Regions from separate parts of the Mus musculus genome. Here region 2 is linked to region 1. A link is a contact called in public Hi-C data. All regions are on one chromosome and are shown on one strand. Each heading gives the region's core, a stretch centred on a gene start, on an enhancer-like site or on the middle of the called end of the contact. The rest is flanking DNA. Distances are from core to core; before and after follow the strand shown. Region 1 overlaps Cyb5b (cytochrome b5 type B). Region 2 holds the start of Nob1 (NIN1/RPN12 binding protein 1 homolog).

The links. Hi-C and Micro-C count contacts between places; a contact is called where the count stands out from the background.
Region 2: a Hi-C map of extraembryonic endoderm stem cells shows a contact between it and region 1, with 2.7 times the contacts expected there. The contact joins the promoter of Nob1 here to the enhancer-like site in region 1. A contact is called at or near these places in 6 of 39 promoter capture datasets (the 3T3-L1 cell line, the C10 cell line, embryonic stem cells and 3 more), 3 of 484 Hi-C or Micro-C datasets (the HL-1 cell line, extraembryonic endoderm stem cells and olfactory sensory neurons), 2 of 115 datasets of contacts at active chromatin or transcription factors (embryonic stem cells and pancreatic cancer cells) and 1 of 9 other capture datasets (adipose tissue).

The regions. Positions count from the first base shown.
Region 1 is chr8:107,185,030-107,192,735 of GRCm38.p6, reverse strand. Cyb5b (cytochrome b5 type B) reads right to left here. Exons shown (of 5, transcript NM_025558.5): 5 at 5,266-7,706. Among named protein-coding and RNA genes, the nearest start is that of 4930517G24Rik, 16 kb to the left of the region's middle. Within about 2 kb of position 4,870, at least 25 of the 459 cell types and tissues checked have an H3K27ac peak or open chromatin away from gene starts, as enhancers often do. A contact at or near this core is called in extraembryonic endoderm stem cells, where this site is marked.
Region 2 is chr8:107,421,041-107,428,746 of GRCm38.p6, reverse strand. Nob1 (NIN1/RPN12 binding protein 1 homolog) reads left to right here and starts at 3,709. Exons shown (of 9, transcript NM_026277.3): 1 at 3,709-3,781; 2 at 3,877-4,009; 3 at 7,135-7,265. The coding sequence starts at 3,719.

The DNA.
Region 1 (7,706 bases), core at 3,621-6,120:
ACACACACACATACATAATTATGTGCATACATAATTTTAAACAATAAAAATAAATCTTAAAGAAAATATTTTCTTGCCCAGCATGTATAGGGCCCTGTGCTCAATCCCTAGTATCGCCAAATAATTAATAAATACATAATAAAATTAGATAAAATAGACTGGAAGGGACATGCCTTGAAAATGCAACTATATATTTACTTTTCTTGAAGAATCGTTTATTTATTTTATGTATATGACTACACTGTAGCTGTCTTCAGACACACCAGAAGAGGGCATCGGATCCCATTACTGATGGTTGTGAGCCACCATGTGGTTGCTGGGATTTGAACTCAGAACCTCTGGAAGAGCAGTCAGTGCTCTTACCCGCTGAGCCATCTCTCCAGCCCCAAGAATATTTACTTTTTATTACAATTATATGCTGTGTGTAGCAGAGGCACATGTGTGCCCCACCATGCATGTGGAGATTAGAGGATAACTTGGGGGAGTAGATTCCCTCCTTCTACCATGTGAGTTCCAGGGGTCAATCTCAGGGTGACAGGCGCCTTTTCGTACCGAGCCATTAAAAACTTTCATTAGTTGCTGGGGACATAGATCTGTTGGTAGACTGCTTGGCTAGCATGCATGAAGCCATGGCTTCAGTCCTTAGCACCACATAAATTGAGTGTGGCAGTACACACCCAGAATCCCCCCATTCAGATGGAAGAGGTGGGAGGAACTTCATTCAAGCTCTGGCTACATGGGGAGTATGAAGCCAGCCTGGGCCATATGAAACTGTCTCCAAAAAGAAACAAGAAACAAAACATGTATGTGTGTGTGTGTTTTCATTTTTTTCTTTTTAGCAGGATCTCATTATGTAGCCCAGACTGGCCTTGAACTTGTGATTCCCAGTCTCCATATGACTTTTGCTACATGAAACCATTCCTTCCTGGCTGCCCTAACCGGTAATTCCTAATTCTTGTAAATAAAGGATTTTTAAAGTTTTAGTTATTATATTAATCAATTAGGTTTTGAAATAGAGTCTATGACAGGCCTGAACTTGTTATACAGAAAAGAGTGCCCCTTGAACTTGCTGTGATCTTCCTGCCTCTGCCTTCCAGTACTGGCACTATAGAATTGCTACTGCACCCTGCTTGCACAAAGTGTTTCCTGATAGACTGAAATGCATTTGAAAACAGTGATGCTACCAAATGCTTTTTGCACAGTGGAATCACAAACACGTGTTCTCAGTGCAGACCCTCTAAGCTCGGGCGGGGTGGCAGCATCCGCCTCCTAAGGTCTGTTAATAATGAGACTCAGATGCATATGAAGCACTTAACGTAATGGTATCATATGTGGTGCAGGTTTCGAAGCCAGAGCAAGACAGCCTGGGTGCAGACTCTGACCCATAATCCACCTTGTAAACATAAGTCATGTAACCTTTTATACCTCAGTTTCTCTTTCTGTAAACAGGGGAGGATAAAAGTTCTTTAGTAGGAGTGTTAAAGAGAACCAAATGAGGTAATGTGTAGGGGTGCCTCATAAACACTGTGTAAGTGTGAACTCGGTTTTTAACAGAGAATTATCACAGCTGATTGTCAGTTCAGGCGCAGGCCTGACTCCAGTCTCCAGTGTGCTGTGTACTAAGACAGAAAGGTGGCACACTGAGTTTGACAGATTTTTTTCACTTTGTGTGTGTGTGTGTGTGTGTGTGTGTGTGTGTGAGAGAGAGAGAGAGAGAGAGAGAGAGAGAGAGAGAGAGAGAGAGACTCATATCTCTGTTGACTCCAGCTTGTGTCAAACTGACATGATACTAGCCAGCAAACCCAGCTTGAAAACCTTATTTTGAGCCAATGAAACACATGTACATATTTCTAAGGGCTAAATAGTGTTGCAGTCTCCTGCTAGAGCAGACTGGCCCTTCAAGCTTTCACGTGGACAGCTACACACGAACCTGCCACAGGCCCTCTTGCAAGTAGCTAAGATTATAAGATGAGGCACAAGGCTGCTGCCTCTCCAGTTGTTTGTTTGTTTGCTTCTTTTAAAAAATTATTTTATTGCCAGGCAGTGGTGGTGCATGACTTTAATCCCAGCACTTGGGAGGCAGAGGCAGGTGGATTTCTCTAAATTAGAGGCCGGCCTGATCATATTTATATGAGTATGGTCCTGCACAGGCATGGGGATTGGAACAAATATCTAGAGTCCCTTCTCTCTTCCCACCTTTACATGGGTTTGGGTAATTGAACAAATCCTATCAAACTTGTGTAGCATGAACTTCAGCACACTAAGCCATTTTTTTTTAAGTATCACTATTATATGTGTATGGGTGTTTTGCATACATGCAGGTCTGTACACCATGTGCCCTCAGAGGGTGTTGGAACCCTGGGACTGGAGTTACAGATTTGAGCTGCCATATGTGCTGGAAATTTAAGCTGGGTCCCTTAGAACAGTCAATGAGTGTTCTCAAACACTCAGCCATCTCTCCTCTCCAGCCCTAATTTTTCCTATTTTGAAATGATGCATCTTATGGACCAGGCTGATCTCCAACTTGTTATCCTCCAGGCTCCACCTCATCACACCCACGCTACCTCAGAAGATGTGATTTTGTGTCAAGGTGACAAGGGTCTGACGTGTGGTGGCTATTGTTGGTGTCAATCTGATTGCATCTGGGATTAACTAAGGCTCAAGCAACTGTGTTCACCTGGGAGGGACTTTTCTGAGTTAAATCATTTGAAGTGGGAAGACGACCCACCTTTAACCTGGGCCACACTGTCTGCTGGCAGCCTGTATAAAGGACAAGGAAGAAGGAAACTCTCTGGCAAGGTCATTCCTTCACTGGCATTAGAGCATACTTCTTCAGGATTCTGGTGTACTGAAAAGCAGCTGAGACATCCAGCCTCACAGACTGAACTACTGGGTTCTTAGGCTTTCTGTTGGTAGAAAGCCCTTGTTGGATGAGCTGGACCACAGCCTGTAAGCCATTCTAATAAATCCCCATCATATATGTAGACTCATCTATCAGTTTTGTTCCTATAGAGAGCCTTAACTAATACACTACTCACTTTTTTTTCTCTTTTCTCTCTCTCTCTTTTTAAGGCAGGGTCTTACTATGTAGCCCTGGTTGGCCTAGAACTTGCTATGTAGACCAGGCTAGTCTCAAACTCAGAGAGATCTGCCTGCTTCTGCCTCCCAGTGCAGGGATGGAGGGCATTGGGCCACCATGCTCAGCTCTCCACCTCACAGCTGCTGAGGTACAGGGAAGCGATTCAACTGAGTTTCTTCTAAGATTTAACTCCATCTTGAAAAGAACGTGGTTTTGTTGTTCTCATCACCACTTCCTGACGTTCTCGTTCTAAATAATGAGAATTTAATAAGAATAATCAGCTTGCACGTTCACACACAGCAACCCCACACGGGCTCCTTATAGGTTTTCCTTCAGCATTTACATTAGGACTATTCTAAGTACAGTTCTAGAACATATATTCTTTTTTCTTTCTTTCTTTTTTCTTTTTAATTTCTGGGCTGGCCTCAAATTCAAGATCTACTTGACTCAATCTCCCATTGAGATTCTATCTTCCACTGGATAGCCAGAAAACATTTCCCTGACACCTGTGTATCTGAGTACCTTTTAACCATAAGCTTGTAAGTATGTGACATTTGGAAGGCTGGGGAGGAGAGATGGAATCCTAAGTCAGCTTAGGTGCACAGTGAGACTCTCTTAAATAATGAATGTTTTGTGGTGCTACAAATGAAACTGAGTGTGCAGTATTAGCTTAGCACATATGAAAGCCCTGGATTGGATCCCCAGCACCATGGAAAAAAAAATGTGTTTTGCAGGAAAATTGAGTCATTTCAAGCCTATCATCACTACAAAGATATGTGGTGGCATCAATTTATAACCCAGCACCCAGGTGGCTGAAGCAGATGGATGATGATAGCTCAGAGGCTATCCTGGGCTACATGGTTAGGCCTTGTTGCAAGAAGCAAAACAAACAAAAATATCCAGGCAGGTTCACGTTCTGCCCCTCCCTTTGGTGACGTTCTGTAGTAAAACCCGGGACCCCATTTCACTTGTGAGGCTCCCATAATAAAGATCAGGAACACCCGGAGCTGTTACTTTGTAACACACAGCAGGTGTCACACAAATGATAAACAATTTTACACCTGAGTTCTCAAGAGTCCCTCAGAAAAGCAATTGCCCTCTCAATGCTTCATAAAAGAATTGAGTCGTTGTTTGTCTGTTTTTCAATTATGTGTATGCGTGTTCTGTTTGCATGTATGTACACATCACATATGAACAGTGACTATAGAGGCCAGAAGAGGACATCAGATTGCTAGCTGTCACATGGGTACTAAGACTTGAACCCAGGTCCTTTAGAAGAGCAGTGCTCTCAGCTTCTAAGTCATCTCTCTAGCCACAAGAATTAATTTTTCAAAACGCATATAAAGCGACTCAGCTGAGCAAGCTTTGAACTACACAGATCAGACATCTAGCTAGAAATGCTGTCAAATGTATGCTACCCATCACCAGATTGTAATAAATTATGTGGGGTCTTCTTACCTTAAACTTTTGTAAATGGAGTCACAGCCTTCTCAGATTATTGTGAATCAAGCAAGATTTGTCACGCAACTATCAAACAGCAGGAAGAGTGCCTTGATAATGAATTCCTATTAGCATCAGGATTAAACATTGGATTCAAATGCTGGCATTAAGAATGGGGCTATCCCTTCCTGTGACTAATCCTCGATTCCTGTTGTAGTGGAATCGCCGGGGCCTAATGAGTGATCTACTCTGACCTGATGTTGGTCATGCGAAAAGGCTATCAGTGTGTGAGAGGTAATTATAAAATGGCCTATTTCCCTTGCTTCACACAGTCACTAGAACCTCAACCTCTGTGTATAAATTTCCCCAACAGTTTAGCTAGTTCCAAGGAAAACAATCAACTGAAGCCCAGCACTGCGGACAATAAAACATTACCTCATGTTGGCTTTTCTTTACTGGTAGAAAGAGAACTCCAAGCTGTTTTCTGCTTCCCACTTCATATCCCCTAACAGGGCCAAACCAGGATGGCTATATCTCTCAACTATCAAATGAGAAATCCACTTCCAACAAAGAACCCTAGGGAGCCACCGCGCACCCTATCTTAGGTTATACGAAATGTTAGCAGAGGCACCGAAGAACATTGTGCACCCCAACTGTCTTCATCCACAACACCTAAGCAGCACAGTACCCTTTCCTTAAAAACAAAAGTCTTATAAAAAAAAAAAAAAAAAAAAAGCAACCGTAGTCAGGACAAGAAAAGGAAAACAGTATCTTTATTGTGTAGTTCTAACAAACATTCACTGTGTGCACATTCCAGTAGAAAGAGACAAAGATCTTTGTTCAAAATAAGCTGAAACCAAATAGGTAAACAAACCCCATCGTTGAATTCACAAAAGGAATGTAGTATTAGCCACTCAGTTGAGGGTGCAGGAAAAGACAAGCCAAATAACCGAAAGGAGCGTCTGCCCAAGCAGCTGATTAGACGAGGCAGGCGTGGGCAAGGAGTGGCCCCTGCCATTCATGAGTAGGACACTGGGTGTAAGGCAGGTGACTGGCACACCCCTGCTTCTTCAGCCTCCCTCCTAGACCACTCCCACAAATCCCAAAGCTGGCCAAATGTGACGGAGCTCCCCGTTACTTTTGGGATATTTGGCAACTGAATCTCACAGCTTCAACCCTTCGGTTTCTCGTTGAGACAAGACATGTCTGAGTCCACTTCCCTTGGGGTAGGAGGCAATGAACATTTACGATCCTTGCTTCAGTCATCTCAGGTCGACTTCAGCCGGACGGGCATCACTGGAGACAGAAGCATGAGTGCTGCATGTGATGACACACCTTGCTTGTAAATCACTTTCCACTGCTTGCCATCAGCACTTAATGAGCACAAACCCTACACCGTGAGCCCCGATGGCAACTGCTGGAAGAGCCAGCCAGCTCAAGTGACAGCTCTGGACAGACTTGTCTCTGCTTAAGTAAGTCCATACACTGTGTGCTATTGCTTTCTGTACATCACTCAGTGATGAAAACCAGCTCCCAGGGCTGGGTAGAAACTTTTAGAGAATGGGTGTTAACACATTTTATCTGGGTAGCACAAATCTCTCATGTTCACCTGCCATTACCTGTATATGTGGCAGCAGCTGGTCACCTCAAGAATAAACAATCAAACCTGCCCACGCCCACAGGTCAGGAGGTGCTGTCAGTGGATAGGAACTGCCTCCTCTTGGTCTTAATGTTTTTTCATGACCCTCAAATGTCCAGGCTTCTTTGACAAGTTTAGACTTTTAAAAGTACACCTGTGCACATGTTGTGTTGCTTTGCCGTTTACGGAAAGCCTTGACAAACGATCACCTAAAACCTACCTTTCCCCTAGCTGTTTATGTAGGCAACAGGATTACAACAAGTAGACCTGAACAGAATCTCATTATGTAGCTTTGGCTGGCTTGGAGCTTGCTCTGTAGACCAGGCTGACCTACAACCCAAGAGAACTGTCTGCTTCTGCCTCCCAAGTGCTGGGATTAAAGATTTAAAAAAAAAAAAGCATCCTTTTTATATAATATAAAATGACATTACATTATCAGTAGTTCAAAAGAAGCCCTGGGTATTGACGGATTTCATGGATCGCAAAGACAAAAGTATGAAAATCTTTTCCTTCTGGCTCTCGGGAGAAAAAGCTCAGCTATAAGAAGCTGGGAAAGACACAAATGTGAAATAGAAAAAACGGCTTTTGGTATTGATGTTTACTGTAGAAATATCAAAACACCGATTCTACTTAAGAATACAGTTCTTTTATTTGGTGGAGTGGTTGTGACATGGTCTCTCTATGTAGCCTGACTGTCCTGGAACTTACTATGTGGACCAGACTGGCCTCAACTCAGAGATTCTGCAGCCTCTGTCTCTCCTACATCGGGATTAATGGTGTGCACCACCATGCCCAGCCGAAAATGCAGTTCTTTAACATTTCCTACAAGCCAGATGTTTTTCACTAGGTGTCCCATCAAGTTTGGAGTTAGCTGGGACGCTCCTGTCCTGCACTCAATGTTCCTTTGTTCTTCCCTTCTACCCAGCATACTCCATGTGACTTCGCTATCCCAGCATGCAGGTCCCGGGCTCCCTGCACACAACCTTCCCTGCCTTTACCTGGAGATGCGCGCCGCATGCCGCTTTTGTTACAGACTAATTACGCTGTCAATCTATGACACAATATTACAGACGTTTCTAAAGACGAATGGTTGATTAAGTCTTCATCTCTGACATAAAAGTCACCTAGAAATCACTCTAAAATATCATATTCAAGTGTGTAAGGAAAAGGTTAATGTTATTTTGATGAATTCTGAATTCATTCAACTGCTAAATCACAGGATACGAGTCCTGGACTGAACTTTTTAAAAAATAGTTTACACGGGCAGACTGGTTTACTGTGCAGTTTCCTGTCCTGTCAAGCCCCTGGCAAGCTGGAAGGGAGGCAGGAGGACACTTCCCAACATCTCTGGTCCTGCTGGAATCCCATGGTTTCCTGCTGGATGTGACACCAGCCCAGAAGCTGACTGGTAATGAACAAAGATGTGAAGAAAGATCATAGAAACTAAGAAACAGCTGGGTACTGTCAGGCACTGCCACAGGGAGAGAGAATACAGTCAGAGGTGCCAGGAAAATGCCTGGACCAACGAGAGAAGGAATTTTAAATGAC
Region 2 (7,706 bases), core at 2,460-4,959, 240 kb before region 1:
ATGAGCTGCCATGTGGGTGCTGGGAACTGAGCTCTCAAGTCCTTTGAAATAGCAGCCAGTGCTCTTAATGACTGAGCCATCTCTCCAGTCCAGCTTTTTATTATTATTATTATTATTATTATTATTATTAAAGACATATAAAGAATTCATTATATATCAGGCCTGAAATTTGAAGCAGCCCTCCAGCCTCTGCCTCCCTAGTACTGGGATTGAGATTGAAGTTGCAGCACCATGTCCCAATTTTTTGGTTGTTTTTTTTTTTTGTTTTGTTCTGTTTTCTATTTGTGCATGGGTAGGGCTGGGGGAGGTTTGTTTTGTTTTGTTGGTTTTCTTCTAAGACAGGGACTCATTATGTAGCCCTGGCTGTCCTAGAACTCACTATGTAGACCAGGCTGGCCTCCTGAGTGAGACTGGGATTAAAAGTGTGTGCTACCACTGCTCAGCTAGTTTTATTTTTTAAAGTCAGGGTCTCTCTCTAGCCCTAGCTAACCTGGAAGTCACAGTGTAGTCCAGGCTCACAGTGACCCTCCCACCTGGCACTTCTGATTGACAACATCACAAGCATACTGTGCGTGAACAGCCACACCCAGCCTTGTCCTTTTATGTTTTCTTTGAGTTAGGGTCCCATGTAGCCCAGGCAGGCCTTAAACTCTGTATAATAGGTGATTTTAGATCCCCTGGGCCACCAGAAATGTCACTTTTCAGGTCCTGCCTATACCTACCATGTCAGAAACTGAGACCCAGTGAGCTCATTTGTACAAGCTCAACAGGGGGTTCTGATGCACACTTGAGTTTCAGAATCACTGACCCACATCAGAGTCTTCTGTGTCATTTATCTGAGACAGAATCACTTGTAGCCCAGGCTCGACTTAAACTAGATATGTAAGCAAGAGTGACCCTGAACTCTCAATCTCCCTACATGTCAGCGATCCTGCCTTCAAGCCAAAGTGATGGGGCTGTCTGCATGAGGCACCAGGACTAGCTTTAGGTCAGTTTTTCTTCTAGGGTTGAAACCCCAGAATCTTTCATCAACTTGTGTAAATCTCTTTATTAGACTCTGGTTCCTGTATCTTCACTCACTGTTTAGGTCAATGTAGAAAGTCCATTGCAGATAGAGAAATCGGGGAAAGAGATAAAAATTTGATTTAGAAAACTGAAGCCGGGCGGTGGTGGCACACGCCTTTAATCCTAGCACTTGGGAGGCAGAGGCAGGTGGATTTCTGAGTTCGAGGCCAGCCTGGTCTACAAAGTGAGTTTCAGGACAGCCAGGGGTATACAGAGAAACCCTGTCTTGAAAAACCAAGAGAGAGAGAGAGAGAGAGAGCAGAGGTGGAAGGGTGCAGACAAACATCTCGAATTGATGTTGACATTCTGTAGTGCAATGAACATTGGTTGTTGGTGAGTGGAAGGGAGGAGGATGGCTCAGAGATGCCTACCTTGAATGCTTTTGTTGGTAATGCCTTAAAAAATAAAATAAAGTTAAATAAAATAGGACTAGGAAGTGGTAGCATATGCCTGTAATATCAGCACTGAAGCAGAACTCTTGAGTTTAAGTCCATCAGCGATATATAGAAAGACTCTAAGATAATAATTATTGGAGCTCTAACAAGTGTAGATGCTAGGAAATTTCAGATGGAACTTCCTAGGAAGAGTGGACTTGGGACAAGGATTGGACATACATGATTTTTTTTTTTTTTTTAGAATAGGTTTTATTCAGGGCATGGGGAGGGGAGTAGTTGAGGAAGTAGAGACAGAGAAAGAAAGGAAGAGAGAGAGGGAAAGGAGTAGAGGCCGGCCATGAGCACGTGGAGGGAGAGGGGGGAGGGAAATGGGAAGAGAGGGGGAGCAGGAGCAAGAGGGCAGAGCAAGAGAGCAAGAGCGACATAAATGCTTCGAGAGAGCCCTTTTAGGGCTGGACAGATGGCTTACCTGTTAAAAGCAGACCAGAAAGAATTAGATTCCCACCACTTAGATTAGGTGGATCACAAGTGCCTGTGACTTCAGCCCACGGGGAGTGGCACGCGCACGCGCACACACAGACACACACACACACACACACACACACACACACACACACACACACGCACGCACACTCGCACGTGCACACACGCACACGGACGCACAGATTTAAAACTCACATATATACATGATTAGAGTTTGTATACTGTGGCCATTAATACCTGGCAGATAGTTGCTATTTGCTGAAGAAAAGAACTTGAATTGATGAAGGTGCAAAAAGTTAGGTAGAAGGTACTGTGTTTGCAAGGCAAAAAGGAGAGAATTGGATGAAGAGTGAGAAGCCAGGGAGAAGGCAAAGAATCACCAAAACCAGCTAAATCCTGAAAGAAGCTACAGTAGGCAGTGTCAGCTCCTGCAGAGGAGTGGAGCTAGCTGAGAAAGGATTCCAAAACACTGAGAAAATTTTCCATAAAGTTGGATAGTCTTCAACTGGGGTCTTATTTCAGAACAGGCAGCACTGTTGGAAGCTAGAGATTGGAGCGATTGAGGGGTAGGAAGATTGGTGATATAAAATATTTGGGGATTAGGTTTGGTGGTCACAACTTTAATCCCAGAGCAAGAGAGGTAGAAGGAGGCAGATCTCTGAGTTCAAGGACAGCCAGGGCTATGAAGAGGCAGCAAGTTGCATCTTTACCTGCCTAGCCTGAGAACCTGTATTCCATAGCAGTCTCTCTCTCTTTTTTTTTTTTTTTTTTTTTTTTTTTTTGTTTTGTTTTTCGAGACAGGGTTTCTCTGTGTAGCCCTGGCTGTCCTGGACCTCACTTTGTAGACCAGGCTGGCCTCGAACTCAGAAATCCGCCTGCCTCTGCCTCCCCAGTGCTGGGATTAAAGGCGTGCGCCACCACGCCCGGCCCCCATAGCAGTCTCTTAGCAGAAGGAGATAACTGACTCCTGTGGTTGTCTTCCAGCCCCCACAGGAGCACCTGGAATGCTCCCCCACCCCACCCCCCGTGTAATTTAAGATGTTTGGGGATGCAGAAAATATTTAAGTCAGACGAAGGTACCATCCCGGCACTGAAGGGTTTTTGATACGGGACAGATGAGTAAATGAAAGCAGTTGCTAAAGGCTCAGATCAGCGTTGCCAGCATGTAGTAGCCCAGATCTCCTAATCCCAGAATTGAAAGGAAAATCGGAAGTCATTAATAGTCATTACTACCCCTTCTGTTCGATTTTCTAGAAAATCATGTGCCTTGCTTAGGGAGATGGGGCAAAGGTATAAAGTAATACAGCCATTGTCCCAAGATATTCAAATAAAGTAGGACTGCGTGGCTGTATAACACAACGGATTTTAAAAAGTGGTTTCAAGTCAGTTCGGAGGTTATCTGGCCAAGTCAGCTTGGCTTCCTTGCTTGTAAAATCGAATATACCCTACTGATTTGTTGTGATTTGTTGTTTCTAGCTACTGACTTTCAACCATATGCCATATCTACAGGTTTTTCCTTTAAAAGTAAAGAAAGTTCTATGAATTCCGAGGACGATTACTTAAGGAGTCCCTCAACTTTAATCATGCACATAGCCCCCCAGGCAGGGCAAGCGGCGCGGCTGTGTATGCGCGCAGTCCTGAAGGGGTGGCCGGTGGCCGCTAGGGGGCGCCGCGAAATCGCAGCAGCTGTTCCTCCGGTCTGAGGAAGACTACTGTGCAAACCCAAGAACGGCGCAGGCTCCATACGCATGCGCGGTCTGTCCTTGACAGCCAACATGGCGCCGGTGGAGCACGTTGTGGCTGATGCCGGAGCTTTCTTGAGGGACGCGCCTCTGCAGGTACTGGGGATCCCGCCGCGGGGCCTGGGCTTGAGGCCCTCCAGGGATGCGTGTGGGGTCAGGCGAGCGGGATAACTGGGCCGGTCTGTCCCCAGGACATCGGGAAGAACATCTACACCATCCGGGAGGTGGTGCGAGAGATTCGCGACAAGGCCACGCGCAGGCGGCTGGCAGTGCTGCCCTACCAGCTTCGGTTCAAGGAGCCTCTCCCAGAGTACGTGCGGCTGGGTGAGTGAGTGCCCCGGCCCAGCCTTGTGGCAGACAGACCCGCCCCGATCGGTAGCAGGCAGCGTTTGTTTTAGAGACAGTCGGTTCAGCCTGGCTTTAATAGTGCCAGCCGTGCGCTCCACGGTGTATCACAGGCTTTAAGCTTTATCGTGAAAATAGTAATAATATCTGCCTCCCCTCCGCGAGGACTGAAGACCATGCGGATATACCTCTTGGAGAAGTGTCTAGCAAATTGGACACATGAGGTAAAGTTGTGTAGACTCCTAAGACTCAGTGCGAGAGCGCTCTACAAGTATACAGAAGGCTCTGGGTGAATTACAAATAGAGAACCTAGATCTGTGGTCCTGTGTGTAGGGTGATTATAGTTTCCAGTGGAGGCAACCTCAACTCAGAAAAAGGCATGCAGGCTGGGCGTGGTGGCGCACACCTTTAACTCCAGCACTTGGGAAGCAGAGGCAGGCGGATTTCTTCTGAGTTTGAGGCCAGCCTGGTCTACAGAGTGAGTTCCAGGACAGCAAGGGCTACACAGAGAAACCCTGTCTCGAAAATAACAAAAATAAATAAAGAAAGAAAAGAAAAAGGCACACGATATAGACAGTGGTGCAGTCTTCGTCCCGGGGAGATAGGTTTCAGGGTCATGGGTCCCAGGCCAGCCTGAGCTAGGTAGTGAGACTGTCATATTAAAAATAAAAGGGGATTGGGCCCAGTGTGATGTCACATGTTTTTAGTCCAAGCCCTCTGAAGTCAGAGGTTCCAAGCAAGCCAGGGCTATATATGTAGTGAGATCTCATCTCAAAAATAACAAATTTTAAAAAGGAAAGGGGATGTGTTTAGGGCTTGCATTAGTTCTGAAAAAAAAAAAAAATAGCTGCCTAGGGGTCATCGTCCTCTTCAGGAATCCAGGTTAGTAGGGAGTGGAGGCGTCACTGAGGCAGATGGTGGTCAGGGCTCTACCTGCTCTGCAGTGGTTTCTGTAGCTTTTCCCTCCGACTTGATAGTTACAGGGTCTCTGTCAAGTGGCTTCAACTTTCCAAAATACTAGTAGTACCTCATAGGATACGGTTGGGAGGAAATGGGTCAACATATAATCTACATGCTAACAAAGCACTCACATGCATTTAAAAAAAAGGGTTTTTGTTTTGTTTTGTTTTTGTTTTTGTTTTTGTTTTTTTGAGACAGGGTTTCTCTGTGTAGCCCTGGCTGACCTAGAACTCTGTAGGCCAGGCTGTCCTCAAATTCAAACCACCTGCCTCTGTCTCCCCAGCGCTGGGGCCAAAAGCATGCACCAGCACTGGCCGGCAAGTAAGTGAATCTTACTACAGATACTGGGAACATTTGCTGGGTGCCCAAGGAAGCTTGTTTGTTTTGAGGCAGAGGCAGGGTCTCTCCTCTTTATGTCCAGCTTGCTCAGGACTCTCCATATAGACCAGGCTGGCCTTGAACTCAGAATTGCCTACATCTGCCTCCCACATCCTAGTATTAAAGGAGGTATGTACCATTCTGGGACTGGAGAGGTGACTGAGCTCTTCTGAAAAGCAGAGGTTCACTTCCCAACACCCACATGGCAACTCGGCCATCTGTTAACTCCAGTTCCAGGGCATCTGACACCCTCTTCTGAACTGAGGGCACTAGGCATACACGTGGTGGACAGACTGGCATGTATACATATCAAAGCCATTCATAAGCATAAAAATAAAGATATGTACGGCCACGCCCTGCTATTAATACCAATTTTTATAGGAAATGTAGCAGTGTGTCTGTCACTCACGCCGTTATTATAAGAAGACACTTTTCTGATATGAGAAAATTGTGTGTTTATTGACAGTGTCTCAAACACTGTAGTAGCCGGTGCCATTCACTGTGGATCAAGTATAGTGTGCTGTTCTTAAAATCTTTAACAAACTGACCATTAGGGGTTGGGAGTTTAGCTCAGTGGTAGAGCACTCTCCTAGCAAGCGCAAGGCCCTGGGTTCGGTCCTCAGCTCTGAAAAACAAACAAACAAACAAACAAACAAAAAAACCACAAAAGACCGACCATTAGTACACAGTGCCTCTCTCGGTTTCATCAGAGGCCGTGGTTACAGCCCAGGTAACTTTCTGTCCCATCCTGCACTCAAACCCTCTGTTAATCTGGCTGCTGTACAGAAGTAAAGAGTAGAGCTTAGAAAGAAGAAAGGCGTATACTGATAACCGTGCTTTCCCGAGGAGCTCTGTCTGTCAGCCTTGCCTTGTTCCCCGATCTCAGGGATGAGAACCTCACCTTAGAGCTACCTCACTCGGGCGGGGCTTGGTGGTGGTGAACGCGGACTTCTCAGTCACAGAGGAGAAAGTAGATGGCGCTGTTTTTATGGGATACAGATTCTTATTGCTGTTTGGTTATTTGGCAGTGGTGGTTTTTCGAGACAGGGTTTCTCTGTGTAGCCCTGGCTGTCCTGCAAGTCACTCAGTAGACCAGGCTGGCCTCGAACTCAGAAATCCGCCTGCCTCTGCCTCCTGAGTGCTGGGATTAAAGCCGTGTGCCACCACTGCCTGGCTGACTTTGAACTTTTATGAGGCTGAAGATAGCTTTTAATTTTTAGTCTCCATGGAGTACCAGGATTACCGTAGGAGTGAGCCACCTCCCCCAGATGGAATATTGATTCTAAGTCCTTCGAGAAGAAAACATTTGTGCATGGCACAATTTAGATGAGGTTAGAGGGCAGCCTGATAGGATGGGTTTTCTCCTTCCACCATGCAGCGCCCAGGACCAAATTCAGGTGGTCGCATTTGCTGCCAGACACCTTTACTCTGTAGTGGCCCATCATTTCAGTGGCCCATACGGCATTTGTTCTGGTGTGTGGTGTGTGGTGTGTGTGTGTATCTGTATCTATGTATGATGTATGTATGCGTGCCATGTATCTGCCTGGTGCTCTCAGGCTGGAAGAGGGTGTTAGATCCTTTGGAATTGGAGTTAACAGTTGTGAGCCACCATGAGGATACTGAGAACTGAGCCCAGGTCCTTTTTAGTGCTCTTAACTGATAAGCCATCTCTCTGGGCCCTACATGTGTTCTTTCCATGCTGTGGTTATCCAAGGACTTGTCAGTTTGCCCTTAACTAAAGATAGAAATCTCTTGTTTGCTTGCAGTAACTGAGTTTTCCAAGAAAACTGGGGACTACCCCAGCCTCTCTGCCACAGATATCCAGGTGCTGGCTCTGACTTACCAGCTGGAAGCAGAATTTGTCGGGGTGTCTCATCTAAAAAAAGAACCAGAGAAGGTAAATGAGGGGGTTGGATTGTTTGGTTGGTTGGTTTGGTTTTGAAATTTGTGTGTGGCTTTATGCTTTTGGCATGGTGGGGAGGATGCCTGTGGAAGCCAGAAGGGGAGTAGAATTACAGGCTTTTGTTAACCACTGAACCAGCAACACCGGTGCTGGGAGTGGGACCCTAGTCCTCAGGCTTGTACACTAAATGCTCTTAACCACTGAGCCACCTCCAGCCCCAGGTTTCTTTGTTTTTTTTAGTGTACTCTATATTATAGGAACTGTCAAGTGTGAAAGAAGGAATATTAGAGTGGCCTTGGTGGCCTTATAAGTCACTTCTACATTACCATCCACAGTAATCGTTTCATCATGCAGAGCCACAACCCAGTCTGTTTTCAGCTAGGAGGTCTCTGCTGTTTTTGCGACATGTAGCTTCTCCCGTGTGTCTTTATTACA